Linked DNA regions of Oryctolagus cuniculus: region 1 is linked to region 2. Evidence: chromatin contacts called from public Micro-C data. All regions are on one chromosome and are shown on one strand. Each heading gives the region's core, a stretch centred on a gene start, on an enhancer-like site or on the middle of the called end of the contact. The rest is flanking DNA. Distances are from core to core; before and after follow the strand shown.

Region 1 (2,700 bases), core at 157-2,656, 43 kb after region 2:
GCCTCTTCCCTTGGAATTGATCAAGATCATGATCTTCTAGACATGTGAAAAGAGTTTTTGTTTGTATCTCCGTGATTGTACAATTTGTCACTACAGAGAGACCAGAAACTGATGATGAACCTCTGGCTGGAGTCCCAACTTGCTGAAGTAGAATGGCAATTTATCCAACCCATTGGACATTAGAAAAACAATTTGCTTTTCTTGTGTCATTTAAATCAAACACCAGTGCATAAAAGAATAGAAACATTCACATGAATTTGAAAGGTAAAACATAAGTTGAGATTTTTAGTCTCCCCTCTTCCCCTAAGGCACTTTCAGAAACACGAATGGCATTTGGCCACCACTTCCTCATAATTTTACCTCCCATCATCTACCGCTCCAATTTCTCCCCACTTTCAGCCACACAATTTATGTTCTCCAAACACACCGCCTTCACACTTTTGTTCCAATTGTGTTTTCTACCTGCAATATCTTGTATGTCTAGCCAATTATACACCCCTATCCCCCACCCCTAAGATCCTGGAACACTGAGGACAAGCAAATGTAGGTTTCTAAGACGCTAGTTTAATGAATCTGGCCACTGGAAAATTAACCACAGAAGGGTTGACAAACCCTGTAAAGGAGAAAATACATGAAATATTATCCAAACTTTTGGGGACTTGGAAAATCCCCAAATCTGCTACTTTGGACATCACAGATTGCCATGCTACTCTCAAGTACCAAACACTTACTAAATGTTTTTAAGAATTGTTGAGGAAATCTAGCCTTCCAACAACAACATTTGCTGTTGGGACACTCCCCCGTAATAATGGCTCTTGCTGAAAGTGTACTCAGTAAAGTATTTCACAAACATCCACTTGAGCCCTAACAAGGCGTGGATGTTACTCTCATTTATAACAGCCCAGGGAGCAGGGCTAGGGGCTGCGGGAGACAATCCCGCCCCAGGACACCCTTTGTGCCCTCCGACTGACAGACTTTGGTCCACTTTTGTTCCTGTGGCTCCCAGAACTGGAGCCCACCCAGAAGTACTAAGACACGAGGCCGGGAAAAAGCGGCGCCGAGTCTCTCGTCTTGTTTTCTCCGCGCGGGGCCCCACGTGCACGCCTCGGGGCAAGTTGCACCCCGCGAGGCCGGCGGGCCTGACGCTTCCCGCCGGGGCGTCCACACCACCCAGCTGCCCGGGCCGCAGCCCCGAGTTCCGTCCGGGTCACGGCGAGGCGGGAAGGCACCAAGACCCTCTCCGCCAAGAGAAAACAGCACCTCAGGAGACACCCCCAGATGCTACAGCGGCTGGCTTTCCCGCCTTGGCTCTTACTCGCCCCGAACCCGCGCCTCCCTCCACCTTCTCCAGGGCAAAAGGGGCGGACCCGGCGTGAGCGGCGAAGCCCCGCCCCGCCCGCGCGGCCTGCTGGATTCGCCCCTCCCCCTTCCCGCCGCCCTTCTTTCCTCCTGCGCCACAGTCTCGACGGCGGCCCTGGTGGCGGGTCTCTCTGTGGGGCCCGTGTGGGTGGCGGCGGGCGCACGGCGCGAGCCCTTAGGAGCGCGCCGCGCGTCCCTTTCTCCCCCGGAGCGGCGGGCTGCGGAAGTGACGTGTTGTTCGGGGCCGCAGCGCGTTTGAATCGGTTCCCGGGTGATCCTCTCGCCTGCCGCGGTTCAGCCGACGAGTAGGGGCTGCAACGCGCCGGGCCGAGGCCTCGAGCCGCCCCTGGGGCTGCAGCTGAAGGCGCGCCGCGCGGAGCCTGCACCTCAGCCAGTCCTGAGCGGGGCGGCGGCCAACGCCGAAGCCGCCGTCCTTTCTCCTTTTCCCCCAATATGGCAGCGGCGGGTGATGGCGGGTCTGGCGGGCCCTCGCTGGGGACTGGGGAGGACGGCGGAGGCGACGGCCACAGGACGGTGTACTTGTTTGACCGACGCGAGAAAGAGTCCGAGCTCGGAGACCGGGCGCTGCAGATCGCGGAGCACTCGGACTACGCGGGCTTCCGCGCGTCGGTGTGTCAGGTACGGGAAGGAGGGATGCGCGGGTGGAGTTGGGGTGGGAGTGTGCCGAGAAACCCAAGTTGCTCACCGAGGGCAATAAACCTGTCACCCGGCCGCAACCCTGCGGCCTTGACTTCTCGCTCTCGGGGGCCCCGCCATGCCTGTGACCCGGCGCCTGGAAGCCGTCGTTCGGCCCTGGCTCGGGCCTCCGAGTGCGGAGCCGGCGTCTCTGCGGGCCTCCGGCCCTTCCTCCCTAACTCTGGCGACGCAGGCTTGGAGCCCTCGGGGCCCGTTGGCCCCTGGAGGGCTAAGCGTGATCGGGGTCGTTCGGTTCGTTCTTCACGGTGTCTTGTGTTCCTTTGGTAAGTTTTTAATCCTGTAAGTGAAGAGCAGAGTTTTCCCCCGGTGACTCTGTTGTGGGTGTTGCGAAGGGCAGACAATGTGAAATTCCTGGAGTTGATTTTTACCTCGGGTTCCTGAGAGGGTGCAGGCGCCTCTCCCGGGTTGTCGAAGACGGTGTGTGGGGCCCGCGGGGTCCTTGCGCGCGGAAACGCTGGTCCAGCTCGCGTCGGAGGTGGAGCTGCCCTTCTGGTTTTCTGAGTCCTGGTCCTGCATTACCTCTAAGGGGGGCCGTGGGTAGCAGGGAGCGCCCGGGAACGCGTCTACTCCTTGTCTTGGGGTGCTTTAAAAATGAATGACTATGTAGGAGAACCTGCTTTGAAC
Region 2 (2,700 bases), core at 24-2,523:
TAGGCTACACCTGAGTTAATGAGAAGATTGTAATTTGTCTATGTCCCACATATGATTTAGGCCAATACCTGGATTAATGTCAAGATTGTAATTGCAATTGTTAAGATTGTAACTGCTATTGTTAAGATTATAAATGATATTAGTTTCCCATCGGCTTTAGGTCAGCTCGACCCCAGAAACCATGTATTCTCCCTGATCCTTGCAACCTTGTATTACCCTCCCGATTTTGTGGTTTTTGCCTTTATAACACTGTTGCTTTGGGCTTCGGGATCGAACTTCTTTAGGGCACGAGCCCACTCTCCACCGCCGGCAATAAAGGACCATCAGATTTCATCAGTGTGTGGTGCGCCTCTGCGCTTGCTCAGGTGCAACAATGCCACTCAATGTGCTTCACAGATTCAATACAATGTTCATCAAAATGCTGATGGCACTCTTCATAAAACCAGAACGAACTCCTAAATTTGCAATCCTGGTTGAAAGAACAAAATTGGAGGCATTACAATACTTCACATCAAAACATGTTACAAAGTGATAAACGAAACAACACAGGATTGGCTTTAAAAAAAAAAAAAAAAGGCACATGGACCAGTGGAACAGAATAAAGAAACCGGAGATAAATCCGTTTATTTAGAGCCAACTTATTTTTTTGACATAGGTAGCGATACCACACAAGAGAGAAGGGAAAGTTGGGGCACTGAGAAAACTGGGTCTCCCATACGCAAAAGAAAGAAACTATCCCTTCATCTCTTCATATTCCCAAATCAGCTAAAGATGGATCAAAGACTTAAATGTAAAATCTGGAACAACGAAACTACTGGAAGAAAATATAGGAATATGCTTCAGGACATTGGTCTGGGCAAAATAGTTTTTTGGGTGTGAGCCCAAAAGCATAGATAACAAATGCAAAAAAGAGACAATATCACATCAAGCTCAAAAGCTTCTGCATAGCAAACGATCAACAGGGCAGATCTCCGGAATGGGAGGCAATTTTTGCGAACTATTAATCTGAAACAGGATTAATTTATAGTGTATATAAAAAAAACACCTCAACAGAAAAAATAAAAAGCCCAAAGAATTTGATTTTAAGATGGGAATGGAAAGAAGGCGGCGGGGCACGAGCTGAGGTGCGGGCAGGGACACAGCTGGGGTCCCTGGGGTGCGGGGCGGAGTGACGCCCGCGCCGGCCGCTGGGGGCGGGGGAGGCACGGAACGGGAAACGGCCCGCGCGCCACAGCTGTGCGACGCGACTGCGCGAGCCGGGGAGGCGGGTGCAGAGCGCTGCTCCGCCCCGCTGCACGCACACCTCCAGCCTCCGCGTCGCACCGCCTCCCCCGCGGTCCTAGCGCCGCTCCGCTTCACGCGCCGCAAGCCCCGGGCGGTCTGCTGGAACCGCCTGCACCTCCCTCCAGCACCCGCGCGCGGGGGTAGGGATGGGGGTGGGGGGCGGTTCTCGCCGCCAGCCTTTCCCTGGAGAATCTGCCGATGTGCCCTGCCCTAGGGGTGGGTGATTACCCAGGAGGAGCAGGAGACCAGCTTTTCGGACAATCGCCTCTGTTAGCCTCTGCGACCACCGGCGCATTTTGGCAAAGAAAGAATTTCAGACGCATGGAGGAAATTTTAAAAGAGGAACTTCTGTGGACTTGGATTGTCCCACGTAACTCACCAATAGTAATCACAAGGATGATCAAGTTCTAAGCTGCCATCCGGCAGTGAAGGCGCTGTCCCCCGAAGATGGAAAAGCAGGTGTTGGGAGAGCCGCTCGGGACTCGCGCCGGTTCCGACGGCTGCCCTGATCCTCACAGAAATGAAGCTGGGTCCTGTGGACCGCGCCTGCGGCTTTCTTCCCCGCCACCTGCGACCGTCTGACTCGCTGCCTTCCCTCGCACACGTCAGTTACGAGGACTTTTTCTCTACCCCGCGTCAGTATGCAGCCCGTCAGCAATGTCTGGGGAGATCTGATTGCAGGCTTTTGGAGAGAGGGACCCAGGGGACCCTGATGTATGAAGCGCCCCTGAAACCCTATACACACCTAGTTCATACCCTCAAAATTTATCAGCGAATACAAAAAGTGCCTTACTTGAGAGCGAGCGCGTGGGCGTGCACGCGTGTATGTATGGAAATAAAATGGGAGAGCCATGCACCTGCAACTTTGAGCAAACAGCAGCGACGTTCTAGGAGCTGGAACCTTCAAATATAAAGGTTTCAACCCCTACTCCCTTGTTTTTGTGGGGAGAAGAGAGGGTGATTAGAACAGCCTTGGTTGGGAAGAAGGGAGTGAGTTTCTGTTCAATCTTTCCTAGTGGCCAAACTTTAAATTTGAAGACTCATATATTGACTTATTAAGCGACAGTGTTCTGAATGTGAGGGTGCTTTATCATCTTCAAAGCTGGGGAATGCCTACCTTCATACACCCGCCCGTTTCCTTGACTGCATTATCTTACTGTCCACAACGTGATCCAAGAGTGTTCTCAGATGTCCATAATCTGGTGTCTGAGTTGTGAAGATCTTTTGAAAAAGATTTTATTTATTTGAAAATCAGAGCTACACAGAGAGAAGAGAGCCAGAAAGAGAGAGGAGAGAGGGAGGGAGGGAGAGAGGGAGAGAGAGAGAAAGAGAGAGAGAAGTCTTCCATCCCACGGTTCACTCCCCAATTGGCCACAATGGCTGTAGCTGCATGGATCCGAAGCCAGGAGCCAGGAG

The links. Hi-C and Micro-C count contacts between places; a contact is called where the count stands out from the background.
Region 1: a Micro-C map of ear pinna shows a contact between it and region 2, with 7 times the contacts expected there. The contact joins the promoter of SMCHD1 here to the enhancer-like site in region 2. A contact is called at or near these places in 2 of 6 Hi-C or Micro-C datasets (ear pinna and an unstated tissue).

What each region holds. Positions count from the first base shown.
Region 1 is chr10:59,576,394-59,579,093 of mOryCun1.1, forward strand. It overlaps SMCHD1 (structural maintenance of chromosomes flexible hinge domain containing 1), which reads left to right and starts at 1,407. Exons shown (of 48, transcript XM_051851361.2): 1 at 1,407-1,998. The coding sequence starts at 1,813.
Region 2 is chr10:59,533,153-59,535,852 of mOryCun1.1, forward strand. No RefSeq gene overlaps it. Among named protein-coding and RNA genes, the nearest start is that of SMCHD1, 43 kb to the right of the region's middle. Within about 2 kb of position 1,274, at least 6 of the 8 cell types and tissues checked have an H3K27ac peak or open chromatin away from gene starts, as enhancers often do.